2 separate regions of the Dromaius novaehollandiae genome follow, and region 1 is linked to region 2. Evidence: chromatin contacts called from public Hi-C data. All regions are on one chromosome and are shown on one strand. The core of a region is the stretch at or near the end of the contact, and the rest is flanking DNA. Distances in the headings are between cores, read along the strand shown. Region 1 holds the start of SOX6 (SRY-box transcription factor 6). Region 2 has its middle 140 kb from the start of INSC.

Evidence for each region. A called contact is a pair of places that touch in the nucleus more often than the background predicts.
Region 1: a Hi-C map of brain shows a contact between it and region 2, with 5 times the contacts expected there. The contact joins the promoter of SOX6 here to the enhancer-like site in region 2. A contact is called at or near these places in 3 of 4 Hi-C or Micro-C datasets (brain, liver and ovary).

What each region holds. Positions count from the first base shown.
Region 1 is chr5:64,123,959-64,129,532 of bDroNov1.hap1, reverse strand. SOX6 (SRY-box transcription factor 6) reads left to right here and starts at 3,236. Exons shown (of 17, transcript XM_064513069.1): 1 at 3,236-3,323. LOC135328521 (a long non-coding RNA gene) reads right to left here. Exons shown (of 3, transcript XR_010389511.1): 2 at 2,333-4,373.
Region 2 is chr5:63,324,766-63,330,261 of bDroNov1.hap1, reverse strand. No RefSeq gene overlaps it. Among named protein-coding and RNA genes, the nearest start is that of INSC, 140 kb to the right of the region's middle. Within about 2 kb of position 1,816, at least 1 of the 2 cell types and tissues checked has open chromatin away from gene starts, as enhancers often do.

The sequences.
Region 1 (5,574 bases), core at 1,987-4,486, 800 kb before region 2:
TTTCTGTGATTGATATTCTAGGGAAAAAATATTCAGCAGCCTTCATGTTTAAATCACTGAGCTACGATTTACTCTGGGCTGTGACATAAAATAGTACAACTGTGGGTTATAAGGGGGTCTTTTAGCATATGTTCTCTCCCAGCTCCTCAGATGTGCGTGTGCTGTAGAAATATATAGAAATACGTGCCAGTATTTCTGTCCTGCATTTATATGATGTGCTCAGCTATCCCTGAAGCTGGGAGTATCACTATAATAGGTGAGGCCACACAGGTGTATGCTCAAGGAAGAGATGCCTTAGTATGACTGTGGTGATTGCTCTAAGTGCCCCCTATATAGCTCCTGCTTGTTTCTGAAAATATACATTTTAAATTATCATCCACCCTGTATTTCTTTTTTATATCTGTTAATAGTGTTTTATTGTCATCCTATCATACAGAGAGAGGAGTAGAAAAATTACCACTATGACAACTAGACGGATCTAGCTGTTAGCTGAAATACACAGCATGGGAAGAGCAGACCCATTTCAGTGGAAAAGTTTGCTCCTCCCACAGTCACACTATTGTTTTCATTAATGTGATACCTACAAAGTGTCAGATGGTAAACCTTGATGTGATTTCTAATCACAGCTGAATGTAATACCAGGTTTTTTTCAGAGCTTCTCATTAGTGGTCTCATGATTCGTTTGCAGAGCTTACTCCACTAGTACGACTTGCAGTCAAGAGTTTGGTGACTTTAGCTTTGCCGGTGTAGTTAGTGCTCTTGCAGAGGAGAGGATGCCTTGATGCGATGAATGCTTTCCTGTGGTTCGAGGAGAGCACCAATCCCACCAGCTGCTGCTGAAGGTCCTGCGGGGGGGGGGGGGGGGGTCCCCTCTCTGTGTAAGGTGTTTCATGGGACTACAGCTAAGCATTGCAATGTATCATGATGCATTTATGCCCCTATATATCACTAGAGCCCATCTCTTGATGCTGATCCAGTGCTATAGTTTTCTTGCATCTGGAGCATGCCTAAAAAACTCACTATGCTGACTGAGCCTTGCCCGCAACTTTAAATGAGCACCATGACTCCAGGTACTGTTCATGGGTCACAACATCCTATTTTTTTTTTATATTTCCCCTTCCATTAAAAAATAACTCCAGTATAGATTCTGAACCACACACCAAGCCTGTGAATTGAAAACAACTAGAAAGCTAGAGAAGCAAAATCCTCTGGGGAAGCCTGGGCAGTGCACTTGGCCTGAGTTTCCCTGGAGAATGGGGTACAAGTTGGGAAAAGCAGTCAGAAATACTTCCTAGCACATTCTCTGACAGGAAACCCCCTTTAAGCAGTGAGATTGGAGGCATTTTACAGATAGCGAGCTACCGTGTGGGAGGAAAGGGGGGCCGAGGGGCTCTTGCCTCACTACACCCGGGTCCCACTGTGGAAACAAGCACTGTGTGCTCTGATTTCTAGTGTGAAAGGCGAATGAAAAAGAGGCCCTCGGGGGCATGTGGTTAAGAAAGTCCCTGATTTTTTTTTCTTTGTGTATTCCCATCTCTGAGCCTTAAATTCTGTTCCTGGTTCTCTCATCCAGGCATCATTCAGAGAGAGAGAAAGAGCGAGCGAGCGAGCGTGTGTGTGTGTGTGTGTGTGTGTGTGGAGTTGCTCAGTGTGGGGGAGGCTGCAGGAAGGCTCCGGCTGGCGTTTCATGGCAAGAGCCATTGGAAGAGCAGGTTGCCAGGGCGAGATTCTTCGATGACTTTCGCGATGTTGCTAACGCTGTTTGTTTTGCTTTGCGAAGTGCTAATCCGAGAGCTCCTTGGCAGGCGTTTGCTCTCGTTGCTTTATTTGCACTCGCCTCACGGTGGCGTTTTAAGCACGTAAACAAAGCGCAAGTGAGCGGAGAGGCAAGTGTGTTTTCTAGTTTACCTTTATTAGAATAACAGTTCCGTTAATGTTTTGGATAAATCAAAACTGTCTTTCAAAACGGTTCAAGGATGGGAGATGCGCGATTCCCTACGTCAATGGAAGGTGTCTTAATCTTTCCGGCCGGCACAAAGCCTCGCTGAATTAGAGTAAGGGTTTATGTCATCTTAACAGCACAGCCTCACCTGTTTGTTTTTTTTTTTCCCCCCTCTTTTCCTCTTCTCTCTCCTCCCCCCAGCCCCCCAGGAGAAGTTTACAAAGAATGTGATTGAAAGCGTAAAGCAGCAGATGCCGATGTTAAACTCCAGCCTGATTTGATATAACGATCCGAGACACAGCCCTAAGCCGCCGCCCTCATTAACACAGAAGCATGCCCCTGGGACCTGAGTTACCCGGAGAGAATAAAAACAATACAGAGTCATCTTACCTCCGAGCCGGCAGTGCAACGTTAGAGGTAGGAGAGGGAAAACTGTGGCTCTTCTCTATGCTACCTAGGTCGGTGCGTCGCAGGGCTCTGTTACAGCGTTGCTGCCGCCTGCCTGCCTGGGCTCCGCTCCCGAGCGTGTTCCCCCCGCCCCCGGCAGGCATTCCCCTAAACTCAGCCCAGGACAAATCCAGAAGTCAGGGACAACGTTCCTATTCACTCCTTGCTGGTGCAAATTCCCCATGGTTTCTCTCCGCCAGAGCGTGGAACAAAATTGCCGGTTACCATGAGTTTTTGTAAGGCTTTATTTGAAATCTAGGAGCAGGTAAGGCTGCTGCTCGCTGCCAGCGATTCCCGTTGCACTTGTAGAGAGCGGCAGAAGCCGGTGGAAGTGGGAGTGTGGTCTGCTCTTCATTAGGGAGGGGGGATCGGACCCTGGAGGTGATGCAGTGAAACACTTCTACTTCCTTGCATTGTGTTTATTAGAGATCACGGGCGCTCTGCTTTTATAACATTCACTTCAAGCATTCTCAAACCCACACGGAATAAGTTCTGATCCTCCCCTTTAGTTTACACTGGGGTTGTCAAAGGATTAAATAAATGAAACTTTATTTGACCGTGGAGTTTACAGACCCTGGGATCCCTGCGCTCTCTGGCCTTATTCTAATTCTATAGTGGTAATTACCCTTCGTTTCTTTAAGTGCAATAGATTTATTGCCTTAGAGACTATGCACAGTTTGATTGAATTATTCATTTTTTTCTTTGGTGTAGACTGCATCTGGGGACTGATGTGACGTGTAGATTTTTTTTTCAGGAACAAAGGGAATGTGGAAATGAAAGAGAGAGGGAGAGAGAGGCTGGCAGATGTGATGAGATGCGGTGAAGGTGTATCCAGCTTGGCACTCCCACTCCTCTCTTCTGCTCTCATTGCAGCCCTGGGTGACTCTCAGGCTAACACAAACAGCTTTTCTTCCGCAGCCTGCCCTCTGTCACTGTAAGTACAACAGCCTTCTCTTATCAGCATGCAAATTCCAGCCACTCACTACCTTAGCCTGGTGTTTGCACTTTAGATTTACAGAGGGGACCTTTAAAATGAACTTTCCGAGACAGGAAGGGGTTTTCATGTCAAACTTGCTTTTATTTTCTTTGTAAAAGTTTATGTGGTTTTTCCTTTTTTTTTTTTTTTTTTTTTTTGGAACGGGGGGGTGGAGTGGGGAGATTGTTGTTGCTGCGGCTTTTTGCTTCTCTATCAAGATGATATACAGTTTCAAATGAAATTAAAACCTTTTATTTGATACTGTTTCCGCCAGGACAATACATTGTGTTAACAGATGACGTCTTAAGGAATTCAGAGTTTTTGTTTTCAGTCAGATCTTTTGCTTTGGGTGTAATAAAATGCAAACGTCCCCTAAATTTTGAGAAAATCTCTAGAGGTTCCTGTTCTAGGGGAACACGCATCAGCTGATGGGTTTGATTGTGAAGAAATGTGCAGTAATCTGCTTTTATCTAGTCTAACCAAACTTTTTTCCAATCGTGTGATCAGGCTTTAACTTCTTTTCCTTTAGCTTTCTCTTAAATGCAGTTGATTATTTTACAAAATTTCTCTGAACATTTTCAACAAGCCTATAAAAAGTCTTCATTGTCGGAGAGTGTCAGCAGAGTGAATTTATAAAGATGCTTGTTAATTGTTCGGCATTAATTGGGGAGAATAGCTTGTGAATGTGTGAATGACTTGTAACGTGGAGTTTCTTGCTCTTTGAATCAAAACTTCAGAGACTGTTCTACCAACTCTGCCGGAGTTGCAGATTTGCTCATCTTAAAGCTGCGGTGTGTGAAAGTTAGCACACAGGTTGCATTGCTTATTGAACATTGCTTTACGTTAATGTATTTACGAAGAGAGCGCAAAATGCAGTGACGGCTGTGAACAGGTAAGTGCTCCAACGTGAACTGAGAGCCTCTGATTCCTTCCCTCTGCAAGGACCCACAGCAGTTCAGCATCCCTCCTCAACATCTGGCTGCGCTGGCTTCTGTGGCTATCTTTAGCCTTTGTGAAAGAAAAGCAGGGGAAGTAATTTAAAATACAGACATTAAGCGAATGGTAACGCTAAAAGTAAAAATGATTTCTTGTTTCTCGGCACGTGTATACCTATTTACACGGCGGACGTTCGCTTATGCAAACAAAGAGGGAAACACAATTGTTACTGAGCAGCGCCCGTACACACACGTTTGCATACGATGTGCAAGAAGCCCTCTTTTTCTACCGCGGAGAAGTTGTAGCTCTTTGACAGTGAGTGCTACATCTGCAACTTAATTGATCACACAGGGGAAGCAACAAGCTACAGTGTGTTACTTGCGCTGTGCCTGGGAACGTGGACACATCTCTGCGGTGTCCTGCCCCAACTTAGTGCCGTTCTCTGCACAGTATTTTCGGGAGTGCAGAGATGCTCCTCCGATTTGGAGTTAGGTGGGCGGTTAAATTTTTCTGATGTCTTAATTGTCTGTTGCCGCATTACCGCCTCGTACTTAGCAGGTTGTTCAAAGGAGGACGGTACAGCTGAGGATGTATTTTTTTCTGTTCCTTTCTTGAAAGGAAAAAAACTTACAGTAACAAATGGATGGCGTAGTAACCCCGAACAGGATGGTACATCCTTGTACTCTAAATGGAGCTGTTTTCTTACATAACTTTTTTTTTCCTGGTGCTAAAGCTACTAGTTATGCAAAAAGTCAAGGTGTTTCCTTTACTTGCAGCAGATTTAAATGTGTTAAAAGGAAGGTGTCACTGACTAATCACGGGAATTCTTATGAAAAAGGACATAGCAATATCTGGAAAGGAAGCTATTTCCTGTTGCTAAATCCATACTCTAGATAACTGCAGCCAGGTGAATAGTTTAAATTTGCTGAACGCAGGTGAATACAAACTCAATATTTACAATCTTACAATTTACTCCCGTCTCCGAATTTTACTTTTTAGTGTCTTTTATTAGAATTAAAAGATCGCGTGGAAATTAGCTGTTATGTCCTCAGCCAGCTACTTTAGTGATAAAGCTTTGATGGATACATTTAAAGTTCTGTTTCAGGGTGATTGCTCCTCACCGAATAATACCTGAATGCTCTTTTTTTTTAGTGGAATTGCCAAAAATACCTTATAAAATAGTCACGTTATTCCAAGAGGTTCTGACTTAAAACCCATTTTCTCTGTGCTCGACTCGAGAGGGACGGTAATACGTCGGACAGCAGGGCAGAGG
Region 2 (5,496 bases), core at 567-3,066:
CTCTTTGCTCATGCTTTCAGCACACAGAACAGATGATTCCTGATTCCAAGTGCTAAGGGTAAAAGAGTGTAGCAGAAGAGCCCTGGTTAAATGTTGTCAACATTTGAAGAGAATACTTTCACATAATTTGCTATAACTACACACTGCAGTAAGTTAAGACAAAAGATAAAATAAAATTTATAATGGGTTTATGATATTGCCCAATAATCATTTCCCAGTCTTTTACTCTGTTATTTCCTTCCAAAAATGCATCAAATTCTTCTTTAGTTCTATAGTTTTTCTATGTAGTTCAAGTGAGACAGTCAAAACGTTATCTACATGACAAAGAGTAGGTTATATCCACAAAACATATTCTTAATCCTGAGAGTGTACCCAAAGCAGTATTTATTACATTATATGATCAACATGTTATTCCTACCTTAAATCCAAGAATCCCCCAATAATATTTTAAGTGTATATCTTCAACATAGTACCCTGGAAAGTATGGCAGCGAGAAAGCTGGTTTGTACAACAAAGATTAGCACTGGGCCCAATATTTTAGCCTAATGCAGGTTAATACAGCTGAAGATCTGAATTCTAATGCTCTAATATCTGCACTGTGACACCCTGTCCTCTACACTAATTCTATAGATTTTGACGACACTGCAATGGGAGTAGACACCTGCAGATCTCAATGCCAAATCAAAGCCAAATATATTAGCTATCATCATAATGTCTTTATACATGAAAATGTGTGCAGGGGGTGGGGTACACATGTGCACATAGATACTCTGTATACTGTATGCAAATTCTCATTCTATAGAAATTATACTGTTGTAAAGCAGAGCTAAAGCTTTACACTAAGGCTACTTCCCTGTGGGAATACTACATGAAAAGGCTTTTTATTTTTAAAGATAAATTACATTTTTTGTATAATTGAGTCACACTTTTCATGTAGCACTCAGCCTAGGGATGTCTGCAAGAGAAAAGAACAATATCTTACTAAATCCCTGTTAGGATCATTAAATTTAGATCACAAAACTCTCGCAGGCATGCAATTCCAAACATGTCACTGAAACAAAAGGAACAACAACAAAAAATGACAAGCTTCTCTTACATTATTTTCCCTCTTTACAATGATGTTTAAGGTAGCAAAGTGTTAATGAATTCAGTACAACGTATCGTGCATTGTGTTAGAACTTCTATATTGTTGAAAAATTGTCATATTTGGTTAGGCAGCTGCATGGAGAAAAAAGCTCTGACAATATCTAATTGAGTCTATTTTTACTGTCTTTCAGATAACATTGTTACAATTATGTACAGTACATATTTCTTATTTTTAGTTTCACACTCCCTTCCCCCCACTCTTCACAGCCCTTCACTACAACAGTGTTTTACTACTGCTGATATAAATCCAGGTCATTTTCACATAAGAAGAGTGAGTCCTATTCTGTAATATTGAAATGGGGCTCCAAGCTGTTATGTAAACCACTATTAATAACAGAGTATTCAGGACATGTGCCTCTTAAAAGCTGGTCCTTGTTTAGAACGCTGACTGGGACACAAAAGCTAAAAGCTCTGTTTCCTGCTTTGTCATATGCTTCCTGGGCAATCCTGATCTAAACGGTTCCTCTCCCTCTCACTCCTTTCTGTAAAATGGGAATAATAAAAATATTTTCTTTCTGCTGCCTCTTAAAACCATAAATGCTCCAAGGCAAGGACTTTTCTCTAAGGCGAGGGAAAGTTTGTCTCACACATCATCCTTTGAGGCAGTCTGGTTCGCCTGAACTGGTTAGCCGAGAGTCAGGACACTAAGCAGGACTCTGGGGCATGCAGTTCGGGCTGACACAACGCCTTTGAAAAGGAATCCAGCTGCCACCTGGGAATGCACACACCAAGCACTACCACCACTGCCAGAGCACAGGCGGAAAAAGCTACTCTCCTGCACAGCCAGCCAGGAGGAAGGACTGGACCTTCCGTTTGCGCAACTGTAGGCACCATGTCCTGCTCCCATGCAGAAAAAAAGCACACCAAACTAGTTAAAGAAGGCCAGGCAGGTCAAACAGCCTAAAACCGCCACACAGAAAAAACATTTATGTAGAATTACTATTTTGGGGGGTGAATGTCTCTTTAAAAATATCGCATGATAAAAAAAAACATAAATATTTGTTGTTTAAATTTATTTTTACACCTTCAGGGCTCAAGGCACAGACTCTTGGGAACAGGGTTCGCAATGCAGATTTCAGTTAGTCGCAACCCCAAAAAGCAGTGTACTGTATGTATACTGGGGAAGAGCATTGATAGCTAGGCTCCAGAAGGCACTGGAGGAAACATTCACTGAGGAGAACCAGAATTATTTCAAGCACAAGGTGAAGAAGAAAATGGTAAGTAAAGATGACTTTCACAATGGGACAGCAAGCCACCTCACAAAAATTACACAGACTGCTCAGCTTGCTCGCTATCTGCTACTTCTCTAGATAGCACCTATTAGCACTATCGACAATCTTCTCAGAAAGTCACAGAAAAAATGCCTCCTTTTCTACTTTAATAAATGCATATTTATTTAGGTACACTGAAACACTGGGGGGGGGGGGGGGGAGGAACAGAAAAAGAAACCTGTGCTTTTAACTGAAAAAATTTTGTTTTCTTCTCCTCTCCTCTTCCCCTCTTTATTCCAACAATAGAAAGCTTTTACTTTTCGCAAGAAAAGTTGAGTTTGGAAAAGCAGGGCATCATTTTGCAGGAGACTGATGAAGTAAAATACAAATTCCCTATCCCCCCACCTTGTCTCTTACCCTCCAAATAAGAGTCTTCTATAAAAACAGATTTCTACTTTTAACATCTCCCGCATGACACCAAATACCCACATCATACAAATCCCATACTGAACACTGTTCTGAGTGATTCAAGCTCATGTAAGCTTTCGGGTGCCCATGGGACTGTAATTATTAGGAGAACAGGAGTGAAAAAAAGGGATGAAAACAGAACTTGGGAAGCATGGCAATCTCGGGGATGAACAGGAGGAATCTAATGAGGAACTGTACCTGCGAAACCTAATAGCCAGAACAAAATTAGCCATTCAGGGCGACTTACTCAAAACAGTTCTTACAGAAGTTTTAATAGCAGAAGAGCTTCAAACCATTATAAAATGCAGCTGTAGATACAAGTAACAAATGCATGAGTTAGTAGACCTGCTCCTCTGTTACAGATGCCCAGAGGCTATGGTCAGACAACCAGGATACGAGAATGGATACGCCATATAATCAAGACCACAATGCCCACGGCATTCACTTCCATTTAGCCTGCAGGCTTCTGAAAGTACAGAGAAAAGTCTAGTCGATTATGGGAACTAGCATTATATATGTATTGCCAAAGAGAGCAAACTTCCCTAATAGAATAACACCACTTTTCATTTTTCATGAGTTCCCTCATTTACAGTGCATAACATATTGGTCGGAACAGATGGATTAGTGAATCGACTGGCTCGTGTGAAAACTCTCTTCTGTTATTAAAAATCGGTATAATTTTCATGGGTGGATCTACACAAAAACTAAAACTGGTGTGTCACCAACTTTGTAGACTATACCATAAAACCTTAACACAGATTGTCTCCATGTGTCTTTGTCTGTTATCAGTAGAGATGAGGACTCAGTTTCACATGAAAAGTTTTTCTAAAAAACAAATTCACTCTACTTAACTACTGCCATTTATTGTCTAGAGTTATAATTTAAGTGCATTTAAAATAAAATCCACTAATGAAGATGAAACAAAAATGCTTTGTAAAGGACATTTGCCCTCTTTGAACGCGAGACCAACTCTAGCCTCATAATGTTTCCTGTGACATTTATTAATAGTATATTTTTGCAGATAAAAAACTATGTTGACTTTTTGTGCCACATGCAGTCTGACCTTTAACTTTCTACTGTCCCTATACAAGTTATGATTTAACATGGGAAAATAAGCATCCCTATTGGTTACTTTATGTTCCCTTCCAAAACTATAGATACGGTAAGTGCATGCGTATGCCTGCTGCAGAAACATAGACTTGAGAACACTATGTGGATTATCAGTTCCTGGTCTCATAGCTGCAAGCTTCATATAATGCCTTTCGTAAGCAGTTGAGCCTCCATCTTGGAAGCAGAAATTTTGGTCCATACTGCTCATGGAAGGTGGTTCTAAACTTTCACTGCTCTGATAGTTAGGCCTGCTCCTCATTTTCAACCTAAATCTATTCATGGCCAATTACTGAGCACTTGCTATTCTTTAACTTATATCTTCACTTCTATATAGTCTAATTCCTCAGTTGTTCAATTTTTCTCCTCTCCTTTCCATCTCTCCCTATCTCTTCTTTCCTTCCTAACTCCCATTTTGTTCTTAATAGTTTCTTGGGTAAATTACTGTTTGCAAGACCCTAGTTGAGAACAAACTTTTTTTTTTTTCCTTCCATTTTGCACAATTAGGCAAGTAATTTATTAAGTATCCTGTTGAATGTGTGTATATGTAACACACAATTGTTACTAGTAACTGAATTATCAAACAGCTCAACAGCACATAAGCAAAAACAGAGACTTGACTTTAGCAAATGTAAATATTCTTACTGATGCAAATGCAGGAAAATGTTTTGGGGGCTATTAGTTCTCCTGTTGATAGCAAACTTAATTTTCAGAATGGTTCTACAAGACATATCCTACCACAGTAAAGTCACAGAAGTAGGATTCTTTTCTCTGAAATGGATCTGCTTTCGGCAACTGTCAAAGAAAATACATTGTACTAGACAAACCATTCATCTGCCCCAGCATGCTGCATGTCTGCGGTTTTTACAATTGAATAGCAATACTGGTCCAATTCTTAGGTTTGTGAACAAATTTCTGTCCTAACTGTCGGTCCCACGTCATCCTTCATTTTGAGAAATACCTTCAGTTAAAATAAGCAGTGACTGATTACAGATTCTGCTTTCTCAAGTCAAAATAAACACTGAAAAATCATTGTAAGGAAACAAGGACATTTGTAAAGGATCAAAGTTTCAAAGAAGTATCTATAATAAGGTTTGACGATCTATTGCATTCCCTGTGTACATTTCAGAAAGCTATACGGTGGAAAATCAAAGATGTACAGGAAAGCAAACTAAATTTTAAAACATTAGAAACAAAGTTGAACAACATAAGCCAATGTGCAATCCATCTTGTAAATGAGGAAAAACTAAGCCTCATACATGGTTTGAGGCTTTATCAAATTTATACCCTTAATATTTAAAATTATGCAATTGCTGCAAGGCCTCCCTCTCTCTCTTTTGGAAAGTCTAATACACCACTTTCCTTAAATGAGGCAGTAAGCCTGCCTTTGGAGCCAAATTGTTTCCCTGCACCACATCTAAGAACTCACTTATATTATAGGCTAACTTTGCTTGCAAATACATGCCCATTTTGTAAAGGGCTATAGCTCATGTTAGCTAGGCTAGTGGGTGAGCTGCAGTAGGAAAAGGTTATCCTGGTGAGTTGGGGGAAAGGAGTTATCTGG